Linked DNA regions of Sus scrofa: all the other regions are linked to region 3. A link is a contact called in public HiChIP or PLAC-seq and promoter capture Hi-C data. All regions are on one chromosome and are shown on one strand. The core of a region is the stretch at or near the end of the contact, and the rest is flanking DNA. Distances in the headings are between cores, read along the strand shown.

Region 1 (3,136 bases), core at 111-2,610, 180 kb before region 3:
CCTCTCCCGCCTACAAAATAAGTGTTTTTATTTCTAAAGGGACGTGTGCAGAGGCGGTGGGAGAAGAGAAAAGGGAGACCAAGGAGCCTGGGGGGAGGGGGTTAAAGAGAGAGCCTGATTCAGACTCGGAAATGGATGTTGAGCGTGGAGACCTAACACCCCCACACTCAGCCACGTGTACGCGCACAAGTACACGCAGCCGCACCGCGCGCACAAGCCGCACGCCGCAAACCGAGCACAGCCCAGCAGGGGGCAGCCAGAGTCCGTGCCCACGGGCAGGGACTGGTCGAGTTCTGACCCGCTTATCGACCCCAGCCCGGGAGGGGTTGCTCAGATTCCTCTCCAAGCGGCAGGATGTCCTGGACTTCAGTGGGGAGGTGGAGTGGGTGCTTGCTCTAGCCTCTGCTGGCTTCCTGAAGCAGAGATGCCCCCACATGTACCTGCCACGTGTGCCCACCAGCGGCATGATGGCTGCTGGCCACGCCCCAGGGACTCCAGTTTCTGCTCCACCTGGCTCCATCAGCACCTGGGCTCCAGCCTGAGGAAGCCCAGGTTGCCCTCAGGCATTAGGATTGAAAAGGGGTGTTCCCAGGGAAGAGGAGCGAGGAGCGAGTGGTGGGGCTGGTTCCAACCCCCTGCCCCATTCCAGAGCCATGGGCTTAGAGCCACGGGACCTGAGTCCAACCACTTGCCCAGCACATTTTAAGCATCCCTCTGCTCCTGGGTTTTCTCATCTATATAGTGTGGATTCATAGATGGTCCTGGTTCTGCCTACCTTCCACCCTAGGACTTTAGCAAAGGACCCAGCAGCCCAGCAGTGGCCTCCCCATCTCTGCCCTCTGTGGCCAGCTCCCCAGGAGGTCTCTAGGGCCAGGTGAGGGCGGTGCAGGACTCAGGTCTCTAAGGCAAAAGGCCCCCCGGGGTTCTGTCTCTGAGGACACAGAAATTCAAACCGGCCTGGGGGAGTAGGATGCTGGCCAAGCAGCTGGGCTAAGGGAGGTGGGGAGGAAGAGCAGGCTTGGCACTTCCCAGGTGCACACCTGTGCGCCCTGAGTGGGAGTCAGGAGAGACAGAATTTGACAAGCTGGGAGGAGAGCTGTCTGTCTGCCTGTCTGTCTGTCTTCCAAGTGGAAGCTGGGGGTGGAACAGGCAGGGAGGTAGAGGCTTGCCTCACTTGTCAGAATTAGCAAGTTCCACGATTGGGCAACACTTAGACACACAGCGAATACAGATACACGCGTCCTGGCTCCAGACCGACAGGGCGACACCTGCATCTACAGGCTGCACGGTGATATGCGTACTCAGGGACACACGTGTGCGGGACGCTCAGCAATGCGTGGAGCAGGCACACAGCCCCCCACTCATCCCCGCAAACCAGGCACCGACCAGGCTGTGCAGCAGGAACAGAAGACAGCGCACAGCCCAGCACGCGGGGCTCGTCTGCTCAGCCCCGGGGTGGGTGCGCCAGCCCTCTGGGTCTGTTCCAAGTTGGAGCCTCTCACGTGAGGCCCAATGTGTCATTTCCAAACAGAAGAAATCGAGCTCCTTCCCAGCAGAGAGGAAGAGCAGGGTGTGGGGTTGGGTGGGTGGGCGCGTGGGCATGTGCAGGGGGCAGGGCGTGTGTGCGAGGGAAAAAACAGGCATGTGAATGCCGGGGAGTGCGTGTGTGGCAGGGCATGGTGCTCACGGGCTGGGGGCTCTAAGGTTGGGTGGGGGAAGGAGCCCCGGGAAACAGTGTGCCTGTGTGTGTGTGTGTGTGTGTGTGTGTGTGTGTGTGTGTGTGCCGCTGAGTCTGTGTGCATTGGGTGTGGGTGTTTGTCTCCCTGTATCCGCCTTCTCTCCCGTTCTGGACTTTTAGCCTTCCTGGGCTCATCTTTCTCATGTCCTACCCCCTCTCTCTCAGGGCGCAAATGGGGTGCCCTGGTGGAGGAGGAGGGCAAGCTCCAGGACCCGGTCCAACCTCGGACATTGCCTGAGGCTTCCCTCCAGCTCCCCCTCCCTTCCTTTCCTCTCTTTCCTCCCTCCCTCTCTTTCTCTTCCTCCCTCCCCCCCACCCCCAGGCTGGCGTGCCAGGGGTGGGACATGCCAATCACTGGCTGTGCCTCTCCGGCTGCCAGCACAGGGCGCAGCTCCCCCCAGGAGCCAGGTGTTTGGGTCCCTGGAGACGCCATCAGCCCCGGAGAGGCAGTGGGGCTGCCGACCCTCCAGACCCCTCTCCAGCCCCATGGTGAGTATCCCTGGGAGGAACTGGGAGGGGCTCCACCGAGGTGGGAGCAGGAGAAGCAGGATCCTGAGAGCTAGACAGGGACCTGGACTAGAAGGAAATGGGGATGGACCCCAGAGAGAGGAGGGGGCGGGGGGGCGGTCTAGAGACCAAGGGGGCTCTGTAGCATTGGACACTGGCTGCTCCAAATACCCCGTCTCCTGGCTTTGAGCAGATACACCTAATATTTTTCTGGGGTTCAGCTGGCAAAGGAGATGGAGACCCCCTTAGGAAACTGCACCTGGAGCCAAGAAGGGGTGAGGCTGCCATGTAGCAGGCAGAGCCCCCAAATCCCACTAACGGCGGGGGGGGGCAAAGGATAGCCAGTGCCACCAGGATCCTCTGGGAGTTTCACCACCACCCCTAATTGGGGTGCCAGTCCCAAAACCTCCTCCTCTCCTCCCTCAGGGAACCCTGAATTCCACCAGCCCCATCCACCTCCAGACCCTCCAAGATGGACTGAGCCAGGCGGCTGGCCAGATGGACAAGCCGGATGCCAAGGTGGGTGCTGGGCCAGGAGCCAGCAGGAGACCAGGCCAAGAGCTCCAGGGCTCTCAGAGGGTCGTGGACACACGGACGACCATGCTGGCCAGGGAATGTGGTCCTGATGAGTACAGGGGCCCAGAGGGGCCTTCCCATGTCCAGAGTACCTTGGGCTCCCGCAGGACAGGTCTCAGTCCCATGACCAGGTAATGCATGGATACTGATGGGCACCCATGCCAAGTGCCCATCCCAGGACCCCCCCCCAGACTCCACAATGTGGGGATGGGCTGGAGGCCAGGAGCTGATTCTTGCCGAGTTGCCAGCTCCTGAGCTGGCAGCTGGGGAGGGGTTGGGCAGCTTTCATGGGGTCACTCAGACATGATAACTTGA
Region 2 (3,376 bases), core at 470-2,969, 130 kb after region 3:
CAGGGCGAGGCAGGGAAGGAGGTGGCGCCCTCCTCAGTGAGCTGGCGCTGTGCCTTGTGGCACCGAGTGTGGCAGGGGAGGCGGCGTGCCCGAAGACGCTTGCAGCAGCAAACCAAGGAAGGAGGTGGAGCTGGTGCTGGCACAGGAGCAGAATGGCTGGCCACTGAGGCTCGGGTAACCCGGGAGCTGAGAGGACCGAGCGGTACTGAACAGAGGCCAGAGGCTGAGCCGCTCCTGACCTTCGTGGCCTCGGCCTCAGAGGCCCACCAGACTCTCACTGTGACCCCGCTCCAGGATCCTCACGGCCTGTTCCCTGATCTCCATCATTTCTTACAGGTTTTCCTCCCTCAAGCACTTAGACATCTCCTCAAGTGAAGAGGGGGCCTGAAGGGCAATAAAGCTGCTAGTTTAATAAATGCTACGGTCTTCTGTAATTTCCTCCCGCCAATACTCCTTCCACCCAAACTTTACCTCTCAGAGGTACCTTCTCCTGCCACCCTAGACTCGTAGGTCTCTCAACCTGTTTCCTTCATACCACTTATCACAACTTAGAGGGTGTGCCCAGGATGAGTATGTGTCTGGCACCTTGAGCCCACTCAGTAGAGTTCTTGAAAGATGGAGTATTGGGTGGGTGGCTTGAGCAGTGCCCGGAAGAAAGTGTTACCTTGCTGCCCAGATTTATGAATGGTGCCAGGGTTTGAAATAACTGGTTCAGAGTTCTCCATCCATTCTCTCACTTTTCAGAAGAATTCATCTACTTCTTTTTTTTTTTTTGTCTGCTTAGGGCCGCACTTGTGGCATATGGAGGTCCCAGGCTAGGGGTCTCATCGGAGCTACAGCTGCCGGCCTACACCACAGCCACAGCAACGCCAGATCAACCCACTGAGCAAGGACAGGATCAAACAGGCGTCCTCATGGATACGAGTCAGACTGGTGTCTGCTGAGCCACGATGGGAACTCCAGTTCTTTTTTTTTTTTTTGGCTGAGCCCTGGGCATGTGGAAGGTCCTGAGCCAGGGATAGAATCCAACACATGCCACAGGAGTCACAATGCTGGATCCTTAACCAATGCTAGGCCACCAGGGAATGCGCATCCTGTTCTTAAATTGGGTGAAGGATTTTCAGATCTGAGCATGGGTAGAGAGCCACATACCAAATGAATTGTCAGCCCCTCCGGGGTGACAGGAGGTAGAGGGGATGTGGCTGTGTTCTCCCTCAGTCCCTCCCCTGTCACAGTCCGAGGACTGGTGCCCTCCTTGCAGTAATAGCATCCCTGAGCTTCAAAGTAGTTTAATGGGAAAAAATATCCCCAAAACCCCTCACTTTTACAGAGGGTTTCAGACTTGGCTTCCGGTTAGATGTATAACTTCTTTAGAAAGAACGTGGCACCCCGAGACCTCCACGCAGTTGTTTCCGCTCCTGTGAATGTCACACAATCACGATGTTAGGGATCTGGCGCCATCAAATTACCTCGAGCTTCAAGGAACGCGACGCTGGGCTGGCAGCTGTGCCACGTTGCTACTAAGGGGCGGCTTTCCAGCTCGTTCTCACAGTCCCCGCCTCCCTCCGCGCCTTCTGCTGCCACCTCAGGACGCGAATTGGCCATGCCGCACTGCGCAGGCGCGAGCTTTTTCCGCGCTAGCCGGCAGGCCCCACCCCCTTCTTTTTCCATTCAGCGGCCGCGGGACACCGAACTGTCGTGCGTATGCCCTCTATGCCGTCCTCGCTTTACGGCTGCTGTTTCTCCACGGCTCTCCCCTTCCCCCCTCCCTTCTCTCCCTGACGGCTTACTTTGCGGCAGCGCAGAGAGCCCCACCCCCTTTCTCTGCGGAATCACCATGGCGGCCGGGGTAAGTTTGCCGGCTCTGGCGATCCAGGTCACCGTATCCGACGCCATCCGCTGCCTCAGTAGGGCCAGCAGTGTCATAGAGGTTTTGGAGCCGAGTGGGGAACTGATCCTGGGTCTAGAGACCGTACTATTAGAGAGAGGGGCTTCCAGGCCCCGGAGGGGAACTGAGGCTGGGGCTCTCGGAGGCCAAAGAGGTGGAAGGGTCTGGGGTAGAGGAGAAAAGGGATGCCGGATCCTGGCCGTCTGGGGACTGAGAAAGGGGTTCGGGTTCATTGCCGCCTCGAGACGTGGGATCGGGCAGGTTGACAGAACTTTTGCGACCGTTTTGTGGGGCAACACCAGGGACAGAGTGAAGAAGAGGGTCTTTGTGGGCAGGTGCGGCTGACCAAGGTTCTGGGTCGTCCGGCAGGGAGGTTTGGGAGCGGGAAGAGCCTCCGGACGGTGGAGTCAGACCACCTGGACCCTGCTGGCCAGATTAATAGAAGGAGACAAGGCACCACTAGGGAAACTCAACGGCGGGACAGGACCGGAGGGATGGCTCATCGTTTTATAGGGAGACCAAGTTGACTTAGGAAGAGAAGATGCCATTCGGTCTCTCCGGCGGCTCTTCCGAGGGGGGACTTGGAAATGTCTTGGTCGGTGTGTGTGTCTTGGAAACAAGAGTGATGCTTTTGAAAGGCGAGCGGCTCCGCAGTGGAGTAAGGCAGGCGCTGGGTAACCGTGAATGAATGAACCAGGGCTCTGGGAAGGGAGGGGTGTGTGTATGTCAGCAGATGGAGTCGGAGGAAGCTAGAAGCTGTGGATTTCTTGGAGATGTATTTGAGGGGAAGAGAATGCTTCTAGAGTCGTCCTTAGGGAAGGTCAACTCTGTCAACAAGCTTTATTTAGCAGTTGGTGTGTAGTTCTGTTTGGTATTTCGGAGGACTCTGATTACACACGACAGCAGATACTGAAGAATCTGGTGCACCAGAGGGGGTAAAAGAGTTGAGTTGGAGCAGACTGGGGTTGCTCAGGGGAGTCATTTTCTGATAGCATTTAGGACTGGGACCCTTCTGGTCATTAACGTTTTCCCCATCTTCTCCCTGCAGACCCTGTACACATATCCTGAAAACTGGAGGGCCTTCAAAGCCCTCATTGCCGCTCAGTACAGCGGGGCTCAGGTCCGCGTGCTCTCCGCACCACCCCACTTCCATTTTGGCCAAACCAACCACACCCCCGAATTTCTCCGTAAATTTCCTGCCGGTAAGGTGAGTAGGGAAGTGGAGAGGGGACTTTAGTCCTCAGAATCCAAGAAGAACCGAGGTTGTGTCACTCTGGAGATGGCCTCCATCGTTAAAAGGGAGCTTTCCGTGGTTTTTGTGTGTTTATTTCTACATATCAAGATTCTTTAAAAGATTTTTATTTTGAGATAATTGTGCTTTCTATGTAGTTAGAAATCGTTCAGAGCTGCCTTTAAAATTCATAGGCTGCTTTGTCTTGTGGGAGAGGGTGGGTTTTGACTGGTTTCAGTGCAAATAGATGAGATATC
Region 3 (2,911 bases), core at 118-2,617:
GGTAACATTGGTTCCCCTTCTCCTTGTATAGCTGGGCCTCCTGCAGGCGCTTCTCCATAACTTTGTCACCCCGTGCTCTTGCGGAATGGGGAAGCAATTCCGAAGCTGTGGGGATAGGCGCGAAATAACCGATTTTGGTAGCCGACTTGAAGAAGCAGGAAACTATCCTTCTCCCGGAGGCCTCTCAGGGAATGAGGTTTGCTTGATTCTACTGCAGCCTCTTCCTCTCTTCTCTGCAGGTATTTTTCAATCTCTAGAAATGAAGGACAGGGAGAGGATGTGGAAATAGTAAAGCCACAGATAAATTGATTTCCTAAAGAGGTGATTCCGGGACGAAGTGATTGCATGAATTAGCGAAAGCCATACTAAGGAATTGTGGCCAGCGTGGGAACGCCGGCGGAATTTACTTCCTCCTTTCCTTTGAACAACCGCCCCCCGACCTGGAAGTGGAAGGGAGTGGGCGGGGACAACTCCTAAAAGAGGTCTAGGGGGCTTGCCTCCCTCCCAGCTCTTTGTTTGCACCAGCAGCTGTTGGCCTCTGGGCCAAGAGTTGGGGAACCAAGGTGAATGCGGTCAGTGCACCGTAACCACAAGCCAACGGTGACGCGGCCGCAGCGCCGCTCAGCTGCAAGTGCCCCAGGTCCCGCGGCCAGCCTCTCGCTCCTTACAAATGGCCGAGCCCAAAGTCTCTCCTGCCCCCCCACGCCCTGAGCTTCGGTTTACGATCCCGGAGCACGGAGAGGACAGGGTCTGGTCTCCGGATAGTTTGTGTGTAAAGGTCGCGCGCGTTGCGCCATGCCGTCCAATCAGGAGCAGCCTCGGAAAAGTAATCCTGCATAAACGACTCCGCCTCCCCAGCCTCCCTGGCCGACCAACCCGAGGGTGTGTGTGGGGGGAAATCTCCCGTCAGCTTCGCCAATTGAAAAAAAAGCTGAACGATCACGGATGACCAATCAGAATTGCAGATGACGATTCAAGTTGGCCAATAAAGCGAGGCGAGGGTGTCTGTTGCTAGGTAGAAGTTTAAGAGTTGAAATAAGACGAGGGCCCGAGGTTACTGTATTCCTCGGTTTTGGAGAGCCCTTGCGTTGACTAACCAGAAACATAATTGCTAGTAGGAGTTCACGTTGCAAGAGCTTCCCTGCTTCCCTTCTGCCTTTTCTTCCTTTGTCTCAAGAAGTGGCTGCACATATAGACAGTAGGACACAGACTAAAGAACAAGCACTACGACGACAGTGTGATCGGGTCAGACGCGAGTAAGGGTGGCGACAGGGTGTGAGGGCCATGTGGCGAGGGAGCTCCCACCCACTGCGCGGAGCCCGGGGCTCAAAGTACGGAGAGACCGGTGGGCACACGCCTGAGTGCTACGAAGCACTTGAGCCAAAGCCAACCTTTCCCGACTCCGGCTCCGGTGAGGCTGCGCTGTGAAGACACCGGCGGCGATTGGCTCAGGGGTGAGAGGGGGCGGGAGGTAAAGGAGAAGGGAAGTCTGTGGTTCTCCGCGCGCGCCCACCCGCCGGAGGGGAACCGAGGGGGCTGGAAAGGAAGCAGCTTCCTGCTGCGTTGTTTTGGGCTCCGAGGGCTGTAAAGGGGAGGGAGCAGACGGAAGAAACAAACACTACATAGCGGAGGCTGCGCGAGGTCCTCGCTGCCTGCGTGCGTACGTGCGTGCGCTCGCCCGCGCGGGCTCAGTGCTGGCGCGTGAGGCGGAGGCGGGCGGCGGCGGCGCCTGCGCGGTCGGGCTCGGTCGACGGTTCGCAGGGGAGGAGGCGGCGGGAGGCGGAGGAGGCGGCGGCGGCGATGGAGGTGAAGCGGCTGAAAGTGACCGAGCTGCGGTCGGAGCTGCAGCGGCGGGGCCTGGACTCGCGCGGCCTCAAGGTGGATCTGGCGCAGCGGCTGCAGGAGGCGCTTGACGCCGAGATGCTTGAGGACGAGGCCGGCGGTGGCGGGGCCGGGCCCGGTGGGGCCTGCAAGGCGGAGCCTCGGCCTGTGGCCGCGTCGGGCGGCGGCCCGGGCGGGGACGAGGAGGAGGACGAAGAGGAGGAGGAGGAGGACGAGGAGGCGCTGCTTGAGGACGAGGACGAAGAGCCACCCCCTGCCCAGGCCTCGGACGAGGCCGCGCAGCCGCCGCCGGAGCCCCCGGAGGCCGCAGCCACAGAGGCCGTGGCCGAGTCCGATGCTTCCGAGAAACCAGCGGAGGAGGCCACGGCCGGGTCAGGTGGGGTAAATGGTGGCGAAGAGCAGGGCACCGTCAAGGGGGAGGAAGAGGAACCGGAGGAGCGGAGCGGGGACGAGACGCCGGGATCCGAGGCGCCGGCTGACAAGGCCGCGGAGGAACAGGGTGAGGAGCTGGCAGCGGAGCCCGGCTCCAACCTGCCGGGTGCGCCCCTGACCCAGCACCAAGCCTGGCACAGCGGGGTCCAATTCCCATCGCCTTTTGGTGGGACTCCCCCGGGGAGGTGGCTTTCATTCTCTCAGCCCACCTTTCTGGGGGGCTTGGCTACCTCTTGGGGCTCCTCTCTCTGCAGGAGGGAGGTTCCTGCCTGACTTGGTTGCTTGGTGGTAGTGGATGCAAGTAAGAGGTTTTGCATGCGAACTGTTTACGAGCTACCTGTGGAGCAGCCTCCCGCGGCGCTGGTTATCTTTTCTAAACCGAGTGTGCGCCGAGGAATTGTTGATTACACGGACAGCCAGACCGACTGTTGGAGGCTTCGGCCTTTGGGCTACCTAACTATTGATTTTTTTCCGTCCTAAAAATATTAAGCAATGAGCTAAGTTCGTCAAAGTTCGTTCCATCCTAGAAGCTCTTTACTAGAGTTTGAGCCACACAGGAAATCGGGAAATCTAACCTTACTCCTGCTTTAGCAGCAGCTCCCGCTTCAGCAGCCTGTGGTGTGAGGGTGTCAAGTTT

What was found. Promoter capture Hi-C pulls out the DNA fragments that hold promoters and counts their contacts. HiChIP or PLAC-seq counts read pairs in DNA pulled down with a chosen protein or histone mark.
Region 1: a contact with region 3 is called in a promoter capture Hi-C map of fetal liver, with 3 times the contacts expected there. The contact joins the promoter of CHRM1 here to the promoter of TTC9C in region 3. A contact is called at or near these places in 2 of 5 promoter capture datasets (fetal liver and liver), 2 of 47 Hi-C or Micro-C datasets (embryonic fibroblasts and epiblast stem cells) and 2 of 2 datasets of contacts at active chromatin or transcription factors (alveolar macrophages and skeletal muscle).
Region 2: a contact with region 3 is called in an H3K27ac HiChIP or PLAC-seq map of alveolar macrophages. The contact joins the promoter of EEF1G here to the promoter of TTC9C in region 3. A contact is called at or near these places in 1 of 5 promoter capture datasets (fetal liver) and 2 of 2 datasets of contacts at active chromatin or transcription factors (alveolar macrophages and skeletal muscle).

What each region holds. Positions count from the first base shown.
Region 1 is chr2:8,857,405-8,860,540 of Sscrofa11.1, forward strand. It overlaps CHRM1 (cholinergic receptor muscarinic 1), which reads left to right and starts at 1,361. Exons shown (of 5, transcript NM_214034.1): 1 at 1,361-1,455; 2 at 2,061-2,227; 3 at 2,672-2,764.
Region 2 is chr2:9,161,501-9,164,876 of Sscrofa11.1, forward strand. EEF1G (elongation factor 1-gamma) reads left to right here and starts at 1,720. Exons shown (of 11, transcript XM_005660798.3): 1 at 1,720-1,849; 2 at 2,937-3,095. The coding sequence starts at 1,838. It overlaps TUT1 (speckle targeted PIP5K1A-regulated poly(A) polymerase), which reads left to right. Exons shown (of 10, transcript XM_005660796.3): 10 at 1-418. The coding sequence ends at 375.
Region 3 is chr2:9,033,191-9,036,101 of Sscrofa11.1, forward strand. TTC9C (tetratricopeptide repeat protein 9C) reads right to left here and starts at 1,368. Exons shown (of 4, transcript XM_005660786.3): 1 at 1,098-1,368; 2 at 1-253. The coding sequence starts at 58. It overlaps HNRNPUL2 (heterogeneous nuclear ribonucleoprotein U-like protein 2), which reads left to right and starts at 1,479. Exons shown (of 15, transcript XM_005660783.3): 1 at 1,479-2,341. The coding sequence starts at 1,801.